Regions from separate parts of the Capra hircus genome. Here region 1 is linked to region 2. Evidence: chromatin contacts called from public Hi-C data. All regions are on one chromosome and are shown on one strand. Each heading gives the region's core, a stretch centred on a gene start, on an enhancer-like site or on the middle of the called end of the contact. The rest is flanking DNA. Distances are from core to core; before and after follow the strand shown.

Region 1 (5,319 bases), core at 82-2,581, 140 kb after region 2:
TAGTGTTATTGTGTTGTTTATTCCATTTGAGGCCCTTTTACAGGAAAGCCGTCGTCTGGCCTCGGTCCTGTTGAACTGGCAGCTGTCATTGCTGGACCAGTCTGCTTTGTCTGTATCTCACTCATGCTGATGGTCTATATCTGCCATAACCGCACTGTCATTCACCATCGAGTGCCAAATGAAGAGGATCCCTCGTTAGATCGCCCTTTTATTTCAGAGGGTACAACGTTAAAAGATTTAATTTACGACATGACAACATCAGGTTCTGGATCAGGTAATGTATTTCTTTCTTTTTCCTAAAATGTCTTTTTAAACTTAACTGTATTTATTAATTGGCTAAGCCAGTTGGCTAAGTTTGTAAAAATTCGGGCTAGCATGAATACTACCCCAGGTTTGAACCTTAATATAGGTCTTTAAGCTAGGTTTATATCTGACTGTGGCTAGTTTAGGAAGGACAAATTAGAAGTGACTGACTTGTCAACATTTCATCAGTAAGTCACTTTCACATTTGCGGAAATTTCAAAGCATTCTCACCTTCTCACGACTGTGTAAGATAAAAAGGATAAGGACAGTTATTCTTCTGTAGCTGAGGCTGAAGTTCAGAGATGTTCAAATAATCTGCAGTTACCCATTCTCTTCAGGACTGTTTAGCAGCTTTATTTTTATATTTGAAAGCAGGTATGACAGAGAGTGTTATGACAGACATAGTTAAAAAAGCTATTTGCTTTTTTAACATGAAATTGCTGTCTTTGGCTCAGGCCTAGTTCTTGTTGTTGTTTTTATTAAAGTAATGAATTTTTTGTCATTTTCTCCCTTAAGAAAATGCCTGACCACCTTTTTATTTAATACAGCTTTACGGATCCATGGCCCTTCTGATATTTGCTTTCCTCAGTTTGTTGATTTACGTGGGATCAGAAATAGATTACCAAATTGCCTGAAGCAAATTAACTTCAAATAAGGGCTAGATTCATGGATACAAAGATTTAAATATATATATATGTAATGAAAATTTCACAAATTATATATCAAGTGATTAAAGGAACTTTAAAACAGAAATTATGACTAGGGGAAGCATATGGCTCTGAAGCATAAAATCACACATACACAAAAAGTTCACATAATGAAAAATGCTTTAAGAGAATGAAGGTATATTTTATGGGATGTATATGTATATATGTTCATTCATTTAAGTATGAGCAAACTGATTTCATGACCTCAAGTTTTCTTCTATAGAGTTTGACCATAGATATTCCATGAATTCTGTCCATGACTACTAGGATGCATACAGGCTTACGAAGGAGCCCACGTCTCTTAAGGCAGCCTTGTAGGGATGCCTGAGACTCCCATGAGGAGGGAGGCAATTAGAAGTTGGATTAGAAGGAGCGGGCTTAGTTCTGAAGATGTGACACTCTGGGCAGAAATGGTGGAGGAGTGGCGAGAGATTATTTTACGCTTCCCTGGGGTTCCCCTTTGATTCTGAGTTAAAGGATTCTCAAAGAATATCTGGCTCATTCCAGGAGTTATCCTGGAACAAAAAAATATCTTGAGCCAAGGACCAAAGTCACAGAAAATTAGAGTGGTTTTAAATCATTTGGAATTAATCCCTTGGACCCTGCTCTCTTGTGGCCAAACTTAAACCCAAGGAAATCAAAGCAGCTCATGCCACCTGGCACAGTGTTATGTATCTGGCTTCCTAAAGGATTAAAAGAAATTGCTGTCTGGATGGCAGTTGATTTCTAAATAAGAATATATTTACCTTTTAAGATACAAATATGAAGTAAAGAATTCTACATTTCTAGATCTGTCAGGGACCCAGCTGCATTGTCTGAAAGCTTCTCTCCTTTTTATGCCTCCTTTTACCATGTAAAAACTTGTCTGCATTGTTTCTCAGCTCTGTGGCTTTGGGCAGTTAGCTGATGTCTCATGCTGGAGTTATTTCATCTTAAAAATGAAACTCATGAACCCTGCCTTGTGTACATCATTGAATGTGTTGTGAGATTCAAATGAAATGATACGTTTATGTGAAAGCATTTTAAGCACTTGGTAGATTGTAAAGTTATATCCAAATGACAAGTGTTATTACTCTTATTAAAAAGGTATTTGGGAAAAAAATCTGACATACAATTATGAATTTGCTGCATTTTTACAAAAAAGCTTAGTTTAAGGCCTCTTTCCCTGTCATAGTTTATTCTGTGCTGAATGACTTCCAGATTTTTCCAGATAGAAGCTATCTTCTGTTGAATGATAGCAGAAAAGTGCTTTTCCTCCTATTTATTATAAAGCCTGAATGCCACTTCATGAATGGAACTCATGCCTCTGAGTAAGTCAGATGTCTATGAATAATACCTTTTTAGTTCTTTCAGTCATTGAGGAAGAGGTAAAACAACATTTTATGTTATGAATTCAAATGTTTATTACTCAGTACCATATATGAGGAAGGGCCCTATCTCTCTCTTTCAAAGACTGTACTTTTTAACTTAGGAATTGTGGGAGCCAGCAGAGAGCTGGGTTCTGGTACCCACCTCTAAACTTAAAGCTAACCTTTTCCCTGTTGCATGAATCTGAACGGCAGGTTGCGCATGTGCCTATTTTTAAGCGTATGCCTCTAAGCAGCCATCAGATTGAAAAGTGTGTGTGTGGACATGCACATAGGTGTCTCAGTTTTTGAGAATGTGAATCTCTTAGCCCAGTGTTTATTGTGTCTTGTTCATGCTTATGATCTCTTTAATGTATGCATATTGTTCTGGTCTTATTTCCATTGTTCACTGCATGTGAAGGTGCTTGGACCACGCATTTTTCCCTATTGTAGCTTCCTCTCAAGCAGTTCTAAAAGGTACAGAAGCAGAAAACATTGAGATCTAACTTAGGCCTGCTAATTTTTGTCTTTACAAGAAAACTTTTTTTTTCTTTTTAATGCTCAGATACTCATGTGGGTTGTGGTAACCAAATACAGAAAATATGATAAATCTTGACTTTCCCTGATAGCCCAGTTGGTAAAGAATCTGCCTGCAATGCAGGAGACCCTGGTTCAATCCATGGGTTGGAAAAGATCCCCTGGAGAAGGAAAAGGCTACTCACTCCAGTATTCTGGCCTAGAGAATTTGCAGAGTCGGATACGACCCAGGGACTTTCACGCTTGACTTTGAATTCTAGTTCTCCATCTATCAGTGGTGAAGGGGAAGACAGACTTTTCCTTGTCCTCTTAGCCTTTCTTGACTGTACCATTTACAAGAGTCTTGAACGTGTCAGGCGTTTCCAGACTTCTCATTTGCTATTCCCTTTCTTTTTTATTTCTTGTCGTTCTAACTTCAAGATCAGCCTCCTGAAAGGAACCTTTTTTTCCTGTGTTAATATTTATTTATTAATACATAAATAAATATAACCCTGGTGGCTCAGACGGTAAAGAATCTGCCTGCAATGCGGGAAACCTGGGTTTGATCCCTAGATCCTGGAGGAGGGCATGGCAACCCACTCCAGTATTCTTGCCTAGATAGTCTCCATGGACAGAGGAGCTACATTCCATGCAGGCTACAGTCCATGCAGTCGCAAAGAGTCAGACACGACTGAGCGACTAAGCACAGCGCATTTAGTTATGGCTGCACTGGGTCTTCACTGCTGCAAGCTGGTTTTCTCTAGTTGCAGCTAGTGGGGCTCCTCTTCATTGCAGTGGCATCTCTTATTGCAAGCACAGGCTCTAGGTGCACGGGCTTCAGTTGTTGTGGCGCATGGGCCTAGCTGCCTAGCAGCATCCGGAATCTTCCTGGACCAGCAGATCAAGCTTGTGTCTCCTGCATTGGCAGGCGGATTCTTAACTGCTGGACCACCAGTCAAGTCCCTGAAATGAACTCTTAGGTATACTTTACACCTTTTAAAGTACATGGTGTGGCCCTGTTCAGAGGCTTTAGTGCCTACTGTATGTACTGTCGATATGTTAGTGTCTGCTGTAAACAACATAATTAGGAATTGGTTAGTCAGAATACAAATGAGCTCCTTCATTTAATTTCTACAGGTTTATTTTTAACTAGCAGTCTCCTTGTAAAAACAACTGTTTACAGTTAGACTGCTACTTTGCAGGAAGTGGCGGGGGGGCCGTGGATGGCTAGAGCAAGGGAAAGGAAAGACCTATTTGAGAAGCTTAAAGATGAAAAGAGACAAAGATTTAATGTTTGTATTTATAAGCATTTCACACTAGAAACCAAAGAGAGCAGATAATTTTATTTACCCTGTTGGGTTAATTTGATCTGTAGTAGGCAACTCAATATAGATTACATGTGACACGGATTTATGCATATTAGACTATATAAACAGTGTAGAACATGATGTACACTGATATTTTAATTGTCAGTGCCAGTATATTTTAAGGTGACAGTTCTTAGTCCATGAAATATTAAGTGAATTAGAATAGTAAAAAATACAGTGTTACTTAAATTTTATAGGTAGTTAAATACTTTTATATAAATGAAGTGTGGTAAAATACTGAAAACTCTGTATGTTATAATCAAGCAAGTTCATTTGGTGAGAAAACTGCCAAGATCTCATCACCAGGGTAAGTTACTTGGCATCATTCTTTAAGATATTAGTGTAATGGAAGCCAGTTCCTAGCACATAAATTAGTAAATTGCTTGACCACAAAAACCATCTCAGACATTTTTAAAGTTAGACCAGAAGTCACTTCTCTTGTTTCTGGTGTTTACATATTTTTTCCCTCCCATTCTTAAAACTTACCAGACTCATCTTTCTGAAATAAGATTTTTAAATCATTTCTTCCCATTCATGGCCCCTTTTCTGCAATGTTTACCGGTTCCTCTTTCCCCTACAGCTCTTCACTGGTCACCTTGAGCTTGGCACTCAGTACTCCTCACATTCGGACGCAGCTTCCCTCCTGTTCTACTGTTTCACTACACACGTCCCCGTTCTGCTTATCTAAGCTGGCTCCCTAAACATGTATCATCCATTTCCTTCCTTCTACTTTTGCTTGTATATTCCTCCGACCTAAACACCTTACCTTCTCTTCTTCTTTAGTCCTGTCCCTTCTGTAAACCCAGTCTAAATTCAGCTTATCTTTTAAAGCCTACCTTGACTCTTAGGCAGGAGTTTCTGGATCCTTTTATTAGTTTCCTTTTGATCATGAATTACTGATTTCACAAATTTACTCTGTATTTCCTCAGTGAGATTTTAAGTTTCTGGGTTATTCTTTAACACCTATCCTGGTTTAGAAACAGACTAATATTTTGTATTGAATACTGTTTATTTTTATCCTTAGGTTTACCATTGCTTGTTCAGAGAACAATCGCGAGAACTATTGTGTTACAAGAAAGT
Region 2 (5,161 bases), core at 1,883-4,382:
CCAGCCTTTGCTGTACCACTTGGTGCATGTGGTCCCTGCGGTGGCTTTGAACCCAGGTTCAGGGAAGGCCATGGGGAAGGGGCCTGAAGGCCCTCGCTGCAGCAGGAGAGCAAGACACACTGCCTGCTTCCTGGGGCTCAAGTGTGGCTCTTACACTGGAGCCACTTGTCAGTTCCCTGGTCTCTGGGCCTGCTTATCCAATTCTATTATTTATTCTGTAGTGGCTAACAGCTGGGGGATGGCTGTGAGGGGAACTGCAGAGACCACAAGGGTACCTGGCCCAGAGTCGGTCTGTCCGCTGGGTCCTGAGTGCTCCTGATGCGCTGAGCCCTGTGCTGAGCCCGGCCCTTGTCGGGTTGTCCATTCTCTCCAGTCTCTTCTATTGTTGTCCTGTTCTACGGATTAGTCTACAGCTCAGAGAAGCCAATTGGCTTGCCCACCCCAGTTAGTGGTGGACCTAGGGCTCACACTCAGGTTGTTCTGCTCCCAAAGCCCAGGTGGTTAACCCTCACCAGTGTCTGCCAACCAGGCGAGGGCATTAGACTCACCCAGGCCAGACTCTGGAAGACTCTGATTTGATATGGCCAGGCAGGAAGAGCAGATCTCTGTCTTTTCAGAAGCTCCTTGGGTGACTCTGATGAGTGGTTAGGGCTGGGACCTTCATACCACATCATACTACATAGTCAGATTTGAATCCTGACTCCAGTTGCTCATTATTTTCATGGCCTTGGGGGCAGTAATTGACTTTTCCAAGCCTCAGTTTTCTGTCTTGTAAAATGAGGTTAATAATATTATCTACTTCATAAAGAAACAAGGGTGAAGAAATGATGGAAAGCTCTTTGAATAGTGCCTGTCATGCAGCACGCCCACAATAAATCTTAGCCACAGATCTTATTGTTTCTTTTCATCCCTTTATGGGTCACCCTTGCCGGACTGTGCTGGTACTGGGGACCAAGAGATGGGTCTGCATGGTCCATGCCCAGGAGCCCATGTCTATGCATATCAGGGAAGGAAGGGAACTAACCACCAGAATGCAGAGAGGAGTGTGTTGAGGTGGAGGTATGGTCAGGGACTGTGGGGACACGGATGGAAGGCCCTGGAGGAAGCCAGGAGGCAGTGGACTATAATAGCTTGGCTTCTGCACTGCGGCTTCAGGTGAATTACTTCCCCTCTTTGGGGCTTGATTCCTTCCTTTGCCAAATGGGAGAATGACCCCCATCTTGCCTCCCTTCTGGCAGAGGGAACAGATGAGAGGATGCTTCAGAAACCACAGGGGATGCTGCTGGGTACAGACTTATTCCTGCTGGGGCTGCCAGCTGGACCCAGCTCCTTCCAGCTGCCAGGCAGGGCAGCCAGGCTGCAGAGCCCACACCCAGCTAGGTCTCTGACCACCTCCGGGCCCCTTCAAAACCATCCTTTTCTCAGTTGAGGTCAGGCCTGAAAGAAAGAGACGGAGCGCGTGCGAGAGAAAGGAAAGCTCATACAGTAACTTCATTGAGCAGGAAAATTCTTGCACTATATATGAAAACCGGAAAAGGGAAAGAGGCGTTCTAAGTTTACATGTAGAAAAATGCTCTTCTGTAATTCAGAAAAATGAGGTCTTTGATTGTTGGCAAGCCCAGGTCTCCCTTCTAAGTTGATCCAGGATTTTTTTCCCTGGCAGGGAAACACTTCTTTTTTCTAAGAAACGCATTGGGTGGTAGGTTTTTCTAAGAACCTCTTGAATCTTTGCTGGGTGCAGATAGAGCCCCTGCAGCAGGAATTCTGTTGCACTCGTTTTCCTTGGGAAGGGAGTCAGGTAGAGCTAGGTGCCTCGGGGCCTCCAGGCTGGGTGGGGTGATGTTTCCTCCCAGGCAGAGCCATGACATTTTCCTGGGCACAGTGCTCACCGCCTCTGGCCAGGTTGCACTGCCCAAAAGCAAGGACATCTGTGAGGGGAGGGCTGGATTTGTGCTGGTCCCTTTTGGAGTCATTCCTTCCAGGCCCGAAGGCTGTAGGCTGAAGGAACCGGCAGTTAAGAGTGGTTAGAGAAACTGGAAAACAGATGGGAGAGGAGGATGCAAAATTGGAGACATTCAGACCTGGCAAGGGCCTTTGGAAGCCATCTGATGCAAGCCTTTCATTTCACAGATGAGGAACCTGAGGCTCAGAGAGAAAGGAGACCGCCACATTGGGCTGGTGGCAAGAGTGTCTCACAGGCCAGGGTCCCACCCTGTATAATGTCCAAGAGGCCATGGTGTGGAAGTCCAGGCTGACTCGTGTGTGGTCCAGAGGGCAGAGTTAGGCCCAGCCAGGCGGGTGGGGGCCACAGGGGGACATGCCTCAGCTTACTGGAAGCTACAGGGGGACATGCCTCAGCTTACTGACTTCGATTTGCCCAGCAGTGGCCGTGGTTGCCCTGGAGTGGGGGATGAGCTCCTGGACAGTGGACATATGCAAGCAGTAACCGGATGGACTTTCGTTGTGAGAAGGGGATGTGGTGGAGGAAGCTCCTTCTCCAGATGGTGAGCTGCACATTTTCTGCATCAAGTCTGTGGCTTGGTGAACTCGCAGCAGGCAGCATAGGAGGCATTGGGGATCTCCCCTCTGAGTGCAGGGAAATCCAGGAGAGAGATGCCCTGCTGGGGCCTCCAGGGCAGTCACGCGCACTTTAACTATGCATACTTAGCCTGCTGGCTCCAGAAACCCAGGGTCATCTGGACCCCGTGCCTGCCCCAGTGGGAGCGGGAGGAGTCAGTGAGTTGCTGTTTAAGCTGACTGAAGTGTTCTGTAGTCTTCACAGCTGCAGGTGGAAATGGGATGTAGGGAGGGGAACACCTTTGCCTTCTCAGACAGCCGGGGTAGGAAAGGGGCAGAGGCACCTGGGTTCTAGTCCTGGCTTGTCCACAGTTCCCCGCTGACCTCAGGCCTGCTCTCCTGAGTCTGTTGTTGGGGCCGCATTCTCCCAGTTTCCCTAGGCGCAGACAGTGTCCCTCTCAGCTACAGCCCAGGAAGCCTTTCTTGCGTTTCATGGGTGCAGTTCTTTGTCTGGCCACCAGGGGCCGCTGCCGCGCGCGTTCCCGAAGTGTCCTCATCCTCCCTGTCTGGCTCTCTGCAGCCCTCTTTGACCTAGAGCCAGAGGAATGCTCCCCAGTCCCTTGTGGCTGACAAGCACGAGCACTGGGCTCAGGTCCCAGATACTCATCTGTGAGATGAAGATGGAGCTTTGTAAAGCCAGATGCAGTTCCCTACGGAGGCAAAGTTCCTTAGCCCAGGCTAACCCCAGGCACTGCTTCAGGACCCCACAGATGGAAAGGCTGATTGCCCATTACACAGAAGGAGAAACTGAGGTCTGCTTGGGGAAGAGAGGTGTTAGCTATCCTGGAGAGGCGGAGAAGGAAGGGTTCCAGTTCTTCACCTCCTCTGGCCTCTGGTCACTGTCATCTCTGTGGAAAGCCTGAACCCTGCCCTGTTTGTTTCTTCATCACTAGAATTCTGTCCCAGTTTCCATGGAAGCTAGCTTTGGACCCCTGGGAGGAAAGTTGCACCACGTGGTGACTGTTCAGATTTTCCTCTGCCCAGTCCGCCTCTAAAGCCATCTGATTCCTCTTCCCTGTGCCCTCGGGAGGGGCTGCTGCAAAGCTGTACTCCGGTGCCCACACCAAAGACTTGAGAAGAGTGAGGCCCAGTTGTACCTGTCTGTCCCCTTCCTCAGGCCACAGCTCTGAGTGCCTGCTCTCTGCCAAGCTCTCGTGTGGCTATTTGAATTGGGGAATCGTGCCTGTGGCTCTGTGTATAGTGTAGAAGTGAAGCTCCGGGGTCTTGGGGTGCAGCTGAGTGAGCTTAGAAAGATTCAGCTGTGAGAAAATAGGGGAAGGTGTTACCAATAGAAGGGACAGAGTGAGCAAAGGCAAGAACAGAAAAAGGGGGAGAATGAAGAGATGGATCAAGGTGTCTTGAGTGGAATTTTGACTTGATTCTGAGGGTGCTGGGGAGCCATTGAAGGCTCTGGAGTTTGTCTCTGCTAACAGAGACATCTAGATCAGGAACTCCTTGAGAGCCTGCATGCTGGTTTCAGTTCCACATCCCCAGGGGCACACAAGGCATGATGTGGGGGTTTCACAAATGTTATCAAATTCACGAATGGAAAAGTGGGTTGAAAAAACCCCATTGAAACGAAGCTGCGAGTGTGTGTGCCAAGTCGCTTGAGTCGTATCTGACTCTTTGCAACCCTATGGACCATTGCTCACTAGGCTCCTCTTTCCATGGGATTCTCCAGGCAAGCATACTGGAGTGGGTTGCCATGCCCTCCTCTAGGGGATCTTCCCGACCCAGGGATCGAACCCACATCTCCCGCATCTCCTGCACTGGCAGGTGAGTTCTTTACCACTAGTGCCACCTGGGAAGCCCAGAAATGAAGCTATCCCTATGCATTAATGAAGTAAGATTAAGACTGAGGTCAGATGTCCTCTGAGATAGGCAGTTATCTGTGGAGAAGTGTGGCACCCTCCCACAAAAGGCCCCAAGCTTCCTGAGGCTAGAGAGTTCTGTGATCAGTCCCCTATTAGCACCACCCCCTCCAGTCTTGCCCCTCAAGGATGGTGGAACATCCTCCCACCAGCTGTGATCTCCATCCCCCCGCTTCCCACCCAGCAGAGAGCCATCCCAGGACAAGCCTATGGACCTAGCTGCTGGGCCTGTTTGTCTTGGCTTCCTGGCTTCTCTCCCCTCCCTGGTGGCTGCCTGAGCAGGTGGCCCTCCTGCCAGAGGCCAAGGGGAAGTGAGCCAGTGGGCCCAGGCGCAGCCCTGAGCATGGGTCACTCCAGGCCAGGGGTCACTCCCTGCCGTACCACAGCATGCTGTGGGACAGTGTGTGTGGAGGGAGGGGGTGGTTGCTGAGAGCACAGCAGGGGCTGACTTGGACTTCATTTAGGCTGTGGCTTGGCTCCCCCTGTGGCTGACCCAGTGGAAGCAAGGCCTACAGCCTGCTGCTTGCACGCTGGCTCTCCCTCATAGCTGAGGTCTGGGCAGCAGGGGGCAGGTAGGATTAGGAAAAGATCTCTTTGCAGACTTTGGTTTTTACTAAGCTTACACCTTTGGATCAAGCGGAAGACCGGTTTCTACTATTTGTTGAGCACTTGTACTTTTCCTCCATTATCTCATTTTGTCCCCATGTATGAGA

What was found. Hi-C and Micro-C count contacts between places; a contact is called where the count stands out from the background.
Region 1: a Hi-C map of blood shows a contact between it and region 2, with 4 times the contacts expected there. The contact joins two enhancer-like sites. A contact is called at or near these places in 3 of 5 Hi-C or Micro-C datasets (blood and liver).

The regions. Positions count from the first base shown.
Region 1 is chr8:63,795,025-63,800,343 of ARS1.2, forward strand. TGFBR1 (TGF-beta receptor type-1) reads left to right here. Exons shown (of 9, transcript XM_018052234.1): 3 at 44-274; 4 at 5,264-5,319. Among named protein-coding and RNA genes, the nearest start is that of TGFBR1, 39 kb to the left of the region's middle. Within about 2 kb of position 1,332, at least 1 of the 5 cell types and tissues checked has an H3K27ac peak or open chromatin away from gene starts, as enhancers often do.
Region 2 is chr8:63,650,064-63,655,224 of ARS1.2, forward strand. All of the region lies in intron 3 of COL15A1 (collagen alpha-1(XV) chain), which reads left to right. Among named protein-coding and RNA genes, the nearest start is that of COL15A1, 25 kb to the left of the region's middle. Within about 2 kb of position 3,133, at least 4 of the 5 cell types and tissues checked have an H3K27ac peak or open chromatin away from gene starts, as enhancers often do.